Regions from separate parts of the Danio rerio genome. Here region 2 is linked to region 1. The links are chromatin contacts, called in public HiCAR-type maps. All regions are on one chromosome and are shown on one strand. Each heading gives the region's core, a stretch centred on a gene start, on an enhancer-like site or on the middle of the called end of the contact. The rest is flanking DNA. Distances are from core to core; before and after follow the strand shown.

The links. HiCAR-type assays count read pairs that join an accessible place to other places.
Region 2: a contact with region 1 is called in a HiCAR-type map of caudal fin, with 4 times the contacts expected there. The contact joins two enhancer-like sites. A contact is called at or near these places in 2 of 18 Hi-C or Micro-C datasets (embryo and an unstated tissue) and 1 of 4 datasets of contacts at active chromatin or transcription factors (caudal fin).

Annotation. Positions count from the first base shown.
Region 1 is chr22:2,869,179-2,873,778 of GRCz12tu, forward strand. It overlaps the pseudogene LOC141380121. Among named protein-coding and RNA genes, the nearest start is that of znf1173, 14 kb to the left of the region's middle. Within about 2 kb of position 2,618, at least 15 of the 62 cell types and tissues checked have an H3K27ac peak or open chromatin away from gene starts, as enhancers often do. A contact at or near this core is called in caudal fin, where this site is marked.
Region 2 is chr22:2,918,867-2,923,466 of GRCz12tu, forward strand. LOC103909511 reads left to right here. Exons shown (of 6, transcript XM_021469419.3): 6 at 461-2,432. The coding sequence ends at 825. It also overlaps the pseudogene LOC141380121. Among named protein-coding and RNA genes, the nearest start is that of znf983, 29 kb to the right of the region's middle. Within about 2 kb of position 2,530, at least 23 of the 62 cell types and tissues checked have an H3K27ac peak or open chromatin away from gene starts, as enhancers often do. A contact at or near this core is called in caudal fin, where this site is marked.

The DNA of each region.
Region 1 (4,600 bases), core at 1,368-3,867:
TGTCTTCAAGGGGGCACCCACACCAGAGCACTCGTATCATCCCAAAAGATCATAGAGAAAGACTATAGAGGGGCTATTATCCATAAGACACAAGGGACTTATCTGTAGTCGACATGGTAAGGTTATCCTTGGGCTAAATAACAATTAAAAACTAAACTTAGGGGATACGTCAGCCTGGTCTGACGAAATTGAGACTAATGATCAAACTGTAGATATTGGGGAGATATGATGTGTTGTCAACCCTAAGGGAGGAAGACAGTATGTATAAGAACTGCATGAAAGGGGCTGCTCAGTGGGACATTTGATCGGATCACTCCTGTTGTTGCAAACTGCGCTTGTCACCTATAGCGCATGTGTTTGAACTGTGGGGGAAACCTGAGCACCCGGGGAGAACATGCAAACTCAGAAATGTTAACTGACCCAGCCGGGACTTGAACCAGCGACCTTCTTGCTGTGAGGCAACAGTGCGAACCACTGAGCCACCATGTATGCCCTGAATAAATCACCCCAATTTGATCTTGATGATAAACTACTGTTTCTTTTATACAGTGCTCAGCATAATATACGAGTGCACCCCTCACAAATTTCTCAATTAAATGAATATTTTCTATAGACAAATTAGCGGTTTGTAAACATTCAGGATGTGAGCGCATCGAGGTAGCAGAAAAAACGGGAGCGCTAGCCTTTACAGCGAGGGAATAACACCCGATGCGGTAGTTTGTTGTTGTATTAGAGATCGTTATACTGATTAAATAATATATATATATATATATATATATTATTTACTTGATGCTTTCAGCGTATTATATGATGCATTCAACCTGAGTAACTCAGAACGACTTCAGACTTCTTTTGTAGACTTTGTTTGTTTCCTGAATAAAATCTAAAGAACCAGAAGAGATTTCCACAACATTGGCATCCAAAGACTTGTAGGCCTTTAAATTCTCTCTCCTAAAAACACTTGGAGCTTCAGTGAGATTGTATATTTGGGGCTGGATGCTTGGCCATTTCGTCTTATCCAATATCCATCGCAAATGGACCCGTTATATGAACGCCGCTCACTTTAACGGTAATTTTGCAGAATAACTGTGCTTATCACTGGGTGACGAGCTGTTATAATACGCTGAAAGCATCACGTAAATAATATATATATATATTATTTAATCAGTATAACTATCTCTAATACAACAACAAACTGTACCGCATCGGGTGTTATTCCCTCGCTGTAAATGCTAGCGCTCCCGTTTTTTCTGCTACCTCGATGCGCTCACATCCTGAATGTTTACAAACTGCTAATTTGTCTATAGAAAATATTCATTTAATTGAGAAATTTGTGAGGGGTGCACTCGTATATTATGCTGAGCACTGTTTAAAAGAAACAGTAGTTTATCATCAAGATCAAATTGGGGTGATTTATTCAGGGCATACATGGTGGCTCAGTGGTTCGCACTGTTGCCTCACAGCAAGAAGGTCGCTGGTTCAAGTCCCGGCTGGGTCAGTTAACATTTCTGAGTTTGCATGTTCTCCCCGGGTGCTCAGGTTTCCCCCACAGTTCAAACACATGCGCTATAGGTGAATTCAACTAAATTGGCCGTAGTGTATGAATGTGTGTATGTATGGATGTACTGTAGGGCATCCGCTGTGTAAACCATATGCTGGAGAAGTTGGCGGTTCATTCTCCTGTGGCACATTTATATTTAATGTTACATTTTGATATTTGATAAATGTTGTGTGCTGCAACAAATCATGTTAACGTGCACGAATCCCATAAATTATATAATTATTCAAAATTGTATGTTGTACATATCAGTCACTATAAGATACTAAGATGTTTAAATGGTTTCGCTTCACATGATCGAAACTAAGATGGTTTTTGTCGACATTAGCAGTTTTGTTTTGGCTCGGCAGGAGTTAACTTTGCGCGTTTTTGAGCATACTCCATTGTAAGATATTCGCTTAGGTATTAGTTAGGTATTAATGGTGCTCGGATCTCTTGCATAGGTTTTTGGAATAATTTATTTGGTGACATATACTGCAGTTTTGGCTTTTTATCTAATAAAGCTGTTGAAGTCTCAATTAAAATCATTCATAATTGCTACCCGATAAATACCAGACTAGCTTAATTTAATAACAATATTTCCCCTAAATGCTCATTTTGTACTCAAAATGATGAAACACTAAACCATTTATTTTGGGAGCGCACTTAATTACTGTAAAGTGTTTTAGGTTGACTTTTCCAATTTCAATAAAAAATTCTTACTTCCAAACTTCTGTATTTACCCGAAAATTGTATTCTTTGGTTACTCGCTGAATGTAGATCCTCCTCGTTGTACATTTATTATTAATTAATTGCTTTTTTAAAGCAAAATTTTACATACATAAAAGTAAATTTTCAAAAAAACACCCTTACTTTCTTATTATTTATGTGAACTCTTTAAAAGACTCTAACAATTACATTGCATGTAAAACGCTTTCTTGGTGTAAATCATTTAAACTTGTTTAATTTGCTGGAATTTTATTTATGTCACCCTTTGTCTCCTTGTTCATATTGTATCTTTGTAATGTTCTTTCTTGGTTAATAAAAAGAAAAAAAAAACGCATCCTCCGTTGTGTCCGCCTTGACGTGATGACGTCAGCACTGACGCGTTCATCCAGCGTCGAGTCTTCAGAGCTGAGGTGAGTCGTTGACGCTTTTTCTCGTGTTTACACAACAATAAAACACACTTTACAGTTTATTAAAGCGACAATCTGCGACTAGTTTCTGCATTGAGTTCCCCTCTATCTGTGTGTCTGCTGACCAACACTATGAGGCGGTGAGTAGCTCTGAGAAGAAATTATGATCGGTGTATTTGTGTTTTTCTGTTGTATGCTCGTTTTTCTAACGCTTTTGAGTATTGAAAACGCAAAGTATGATGTGAAGATGTAACAGAATCCGGTGTATGTAAATTTATCCGTTAAATTAATATGTATATCGACACATTTTTATTTATATGACGGCGAAAAACCAACAACAATGGATGACCAGTAAGAGACAATAATCTTCAATGGTGTTACCGCTTAGAAAAGTCACACCAGTGATCATTTTCATGATAAATATGTCTGCTGTAAGGTATCTTGTGTGTCCGATATGAATCAGATCTGTAGGTGCGTTCGACATAAAGCACAGCTGCAGCCGGTGATCAACGAGATTAGCCGGGCGCAGGCGGGGGCGGAGTTGGACACTTCGGGGCTCAAAGTTTCTGCAGTCATGATCCTGAGCTGCGTCCTAAATGGCACACTATGCACTCATGCACTATGTACTTATGCACTTACACACTCAACAGGATAGTATATGTATGTAGTGTCGTCCCAAATGGCACACTAATGTTTTTTTACTAAGCGGAAATTCAAACCGTTTCTCTGATGACGTTTGACGGTTGCTAAATCAGTGAAATAAACGACCGAATTATCAAATAATACCTGCCGTGAGTAAAACCGCATTCACCATCGGGAGGCGCTATAATCACTCTCGTAGGAGAATTTTGCTTTCACCATCCAAAATAAGTTATCCAACATGTGCGCCCGATAGCTCCGCCCCTTCCGCAACGTAAGCAAACCTGCGGTCGTTGAGTGCGTGAAGTGTCCATCATTACACACTTAATTTTAGCGGCTGAATGAGTGCATCATCCGGGTTATTAAAGTATACTCATTATTTTTAGAGTTTTCAGTGTGAACGCACTACTTACACTATTTATACTACAAAATGGCGTAGAATAGTGCATAAGTATGCGATTTGGGACGCAGCTATAGATATAACTTATACACTAGAGCTGCGTCCCAAATCGCATACTTGTGTACTACATACTTGTACTATCCTGTAGAGTGTGTAAGTGCATAAGTACATAGTGCATGAGTGTATAGTGTGCCATTTGGGGCGCAGCTTAGATATCGCATAGGGACCCTGAGCATGCGTCAATAGCGCCGCCATATATGTATAGTGCTCCCAGTTTAAGTGTCATTGAACTGCACTAGTCAAGTAGGGTTGTAATGGTATGAATTTTTTACGGTATGATAATCGTCTAAAACAATACCACGGTTTGACGGTTTCGCGGTATATGGTATGTTACAAATGTTACAAAATAATAGAACAGTGAAGCAAATTTGACTTTTTCCAAATAATATATTTATTATAGTAAATTTTGAATTTATTATTTTAGTTACTATAAACAACACCACTTACAATGAACAAATAAAAAAATAAGAAAATAATAAATAATGTGTCAAAGTCCAAATAAAATCCAAATAAACATGGTGCAAATCCTCAGTAAAAAATAGATATAAATATTTACTATACTATAAATAGTTACATAACGAAACTAGATTCAATATGGAACATCCTTAGGTTTTATGTGCCAGCATGGATATGGTTGTCTGTGGATATGGATTTGGATATGGTTGTCTGCAATGCAGACAAACAGCTGCACCTTCATTTGCGTCTTTTGAAAACAGCAAGAGCAGCAGTTCGTCTTTGCTGTGTCACTGTTTTGTCATGTTTCTGTGCTGCTGTGCATGCAAAAGTACTTAGTATGAGAATTATTTCATGCAAAACTTTTTTTTTTTG
Region 2 (4,600 bases), core at 1,280-3,779, 50 kb after region 1:
GTGAAATAATGATGTGATTGGAAACAGGTGATGTCAACAGGTGATTGTAATTATGATTGTGTACAAAAGCAGCATCTAAGAAAGGTCTAGTCCTTTAGGAGCAAAGATGAGCCGAGGATCGCCGGTTTGCCAACAAATACATGAGAAAGTTATTGAAATGTTTAACAATGATGTCCCTTAAAGAAAGAGAAATGAGCCCAGATGTCGGCTTTTAAAGTAATTGGAGTATTTTTAATTACTTGCGCACACTAATCACAGTCACTCAGAAGTTTAAGGTGAATTTGGATTTTGACACTTTGACAGAGCAAATGGAAAACAATCAGCACAACAAAACCTTTTATTGACACATGCTCATAAACATTTACAGTGTCCACACGTGTGTTTTAGTCAGTAATGATTGCACTGTCAAGACTTTCTAGAGGAACTGTTAACAACTTGCACTTATTTGTTTAATTTTCAGATGTGATGGTGAAGGAGGAGAGTGAAGAACTGAATGAAGATGAAGAGAAACATCAAGAAAAAACTCAATCAGAGACTGAAGATAGTACTTCAGAGAAAGGAACAGCTGTAAAAAGTCACACCTGCACTCAGTGTGGAAAGACTTTGAGCTGCAAAAGCACTCTCAATCATCACATGAGAATCCACACTGGAGAGAAACCTTACCAGTGTTCACACTGCGACAAGAGATTCAGTTTTTCACAAAACCTGAAGACACACTTGAGGATTCACACTGGAGAGAAACCGTATCACTGCACTGCTTGTGGGAAGAGTTACACATATTCGTCTTCTCTACAATTACACACAATAAACTGTCACAGTAAGTAGATCATGTAAGGTCCAGGTTGCATTATTTAGGGTAAAGACTGTCCCAGCAAACCCACAACTAAACAAATGTGCCCAGATTAAGGCTTTTAAAGTAGTTTGAGCATCCTAACTCCTAAACATTTACAGTTTGCCCACATGTATTACACCACCCAAACTACTTCGAGCTGGGAACGAACCGGCAACTCTTTGTATGGGAGTTGGTTGCTCTAACAAGAAGGCTAAAGATCATGGCCTCTAGTGCCTGTCACTAGAGCACCTATAGCAGAGTAAAGTACTGATTCCAGAAAAATCTACTTAGGCACAGTAAAGTATTTGTACTTCCTTACTTTCCATGTCTGGAAAACTCCATTGTGTTTTCACAAACATCAGATTTAATAGTTTAGCACATGTCTATATTTTTCTTGGACATGTCTATTTTTGAGAATTTAAATGCACCTGCATTGATTTCTACATTTCCTGAAATGTTCAATATTCAGCGTTTGTCTTCTACAATTGTCATTAATTGAGTGATTATTTTATACCTTTCTCTTTAAGCTTGATTTACACGAGCTGTGGAGGCTTTTATATTAGACACACTCGCCTTTATACTATTATTCCAACATCGGTTCTGTCGTGAAGAAACAGTGGAGAAGAGATCAGCATGTGAAGTTGCTAAATTAATGAATTTAATTGTATCTAAAAAATGAGAAGTTTGTGGATAAATTTAGGACGCTCCTGAAAATGTGTGTCACGCCACCATTACTCAGTCATGTTTATTAGAGCTGCACCATACTGGAAAAAACCGACATTGTAGTATTTTGTATTTCTGGGATAAGTTTTGTGATACGAGTTAAACGTCTCTGTCTGGGAAGAGTTCTTCATTCTTCATTGATCAGGAGGAGTGCATCTGCATAACATACTAACAAATCACAAGCATAAATTAACACGAGAGAGCAAAGATACTCATGAAATAAACTGTTATTAAGGGTTTTCTGGACAGTTTTAACAGTATTGAGGTACAGAAATAAATAATCAGATGTAGGATAACATTATTTACAGTGGTCAACATCTGAAGAGGATCAAATCCTTTAATCAAAGTTGTCCTAAAACTACTCAACAACACTCATGCTTGTGTCATCTACTCTTGCCTTAAAAATATTCACTCTTATTAGGATTAAACTATGTGTTTCTGTTTTCTGGTTAATTATACTCACAACTGGACCTTGCAGATCCTGCAATGTGACTACTGCAGATTCACACATTGAATTATCACACACCCAGCATCTGGAGGGAGATATTTCAGCTATTTCATCAAAATACTACAGATTGTGCCTGTTCAGAAAAGAGAAACTTTTAGGAAAACCTAGATTTTTTTTGACTTGTTTGTTGTCTCTTAAACCTGATAGCAAATACTTATAATATACTTGTTTATGATTATATTTATTAGTTTCAGGTAGTCCGTTTATAAATGTTTCTCTTCATTAATCATCTTTAACACTTTGTTATACTCGTTTGTTTATTGATGGTAGTTTTTCGCCTCACACGTGATAAAGTAAAATCATCTTAACACTACCAAAGAGGCACAGGAACCAAACATGCAGATATAAATTCACAAAAAATGTGTACTTAAGATGACTCTTGTCTACATTAGCAATTGTTTAGTAAACCGTTATAAGTTTGGCGCGTATTTCACGGTTCTATTTGCTCCCGCCTCGCCGTGATGACGTCAGCACATACGCGTTCATTCAGCGTCGAGTCTTCAGAGCTGAGGTGAGTCGTTGACGCTTTTTCTCGTGTTTACACAACAATAAAACACTTTACAGTTTATTAAAGCGACAATCTGCGACTAGTTTCTGCACTGAGTTCACCTCTATCTGTGTGTCTGCTGACCAAAACAATACAGCAGGTGGTGAGGAGCTCTGAGAGGACAATATGATCTGTGTATTTGTGTTTTTCTGAGTAACGTTAACGTTAGTGTGCTCGTTTTTCTAACGATTTGAGCAATGAAGTATGATGTGAAGATGTAACAGAAATCGGCGTATGTAAATTTATCCTTTAGTATGTAAATCGACACATTTTTTATTTATGTGACGGGGAAAAACAAACAACAATGGATGTCCAATAAGAGACAATGATCTTCAGTGGTGTTATCCATTAGAAAAGTCCCACCAGTGATCATTTTCATGATAAATAAATATTAGGAAATGTCTGCTTTAAGGTATCTTATGTATCTGAATTGAGTCAGATCCGTACCCTGTGTCTGCAGTTAGGGCAGGGCGATTTGGCACATAAAATAAATTCTTGATTAATTGAACATTTTAATTCTATTATGATTAATGAAGGAATATTTTATTCAGTTTATTTTTTTTGCCTCTGACAAGTTTTCACTGACAAGCTTTGTCCAGTAAATATGCTCACATATTACAAGTGAGAGGTGTTTGAATGAAGGCTATTGATTTTAAAATAATTGAAGAAAACACACACTATTATCTATGATTATTTATTGAACATCAACATTAAACAACTGAAATTAAAAACACGCTTTGTCTGAAATAACTTTTGGATACAAAAATGCGAAGGAATTTTTTCAGACTAAAAGTAGAAAATAAGCAGTATCTCTTCTAAGTAAAATAATTTCAGCATGTCTTGTAAATAATACTTAAGCATTTTTTGCATCTTCTGTAAACAAATATCTTAATGTCAATAATAATCTTAATGTAATGGAAAATATGTCATCTAATCGTTGTCAATTTAGTGCAAAGTAAGGCTCAAGAATGGGTTCATCGTCCTACTTTACCAGAGATCAGATGTGGCTGCAAAGTGGCCACAGAAGTAGCCTCAGCGTTTAACAGAGCGGACTCCACATGCAAAAATATCATTCTTGAAAAATTAGACCGGTCATAGATACTGAATGTCGATGTTCAGTTTAACAGGAAAAGAATCGCTCAGCACAGTGGAGAATGCTTTAGTTATATTGTTCTGTATTATTTTTAGTTGTTTAAACCACGGCGAATGAAGCTCTGCACAAGACTTTTGGCCAGCGGAGAAATTAAAATGGTCGTGCCCAACTGAGTCTGGTTCCCTCAACGTTTTTTTTTTTCGCTCCCATCAGGTGAAGTTTTTTTTCCCTCTCCGCTGTTGCCACTGCCTCGCATGGTTCAGGATTGGTAGAGCTACGCATCGATGAATTTGCTCTTCAGTGTTTGAACTCTCAGTAATGATTAAATCACACTGAACTGAGCTAAACTGAACTGAACTGAACTTAAACACTAAAACCTGAACCACACTGTTCCAGTTACTATGACCATTTATGTGAAGCTGCTTTGACACAATCTACATTGTAAAAGCGCTATACAAATAAAGCTGAATTGAATTGAATTGAATTGTTTGGGATGCAGTGACACGCAGTAAAATGTTTTGCCAAACAGATCAGCTACTTTTGACGCTCATAAATTATTTTAAAAGTCCTCGTATTACAGGTATTAGGAGGTTTGCTAAAGGTGCAGCTGATATGCATCGAGGGGGTTGTATCTTTAATAAACTATGACAGCTAGGGCTGTAACGATACACCAAACCCACGATTCGGTTAGTATTACGATTTTTGACCCATGATTCGGTTCGTATCACGATTTTTTTTTTCCGTGGGGGGTGGGAAAAAAAAAGATTTTTAAAACTATTTTTTATTAAATAACATTTGAAAAATCTTTATAAACTGAACATCAAAGAACAATATTAACTATGCAAATTATTAACTATATAAATAGCCATATATAAAATAAATAAATAGCCAAAGCTA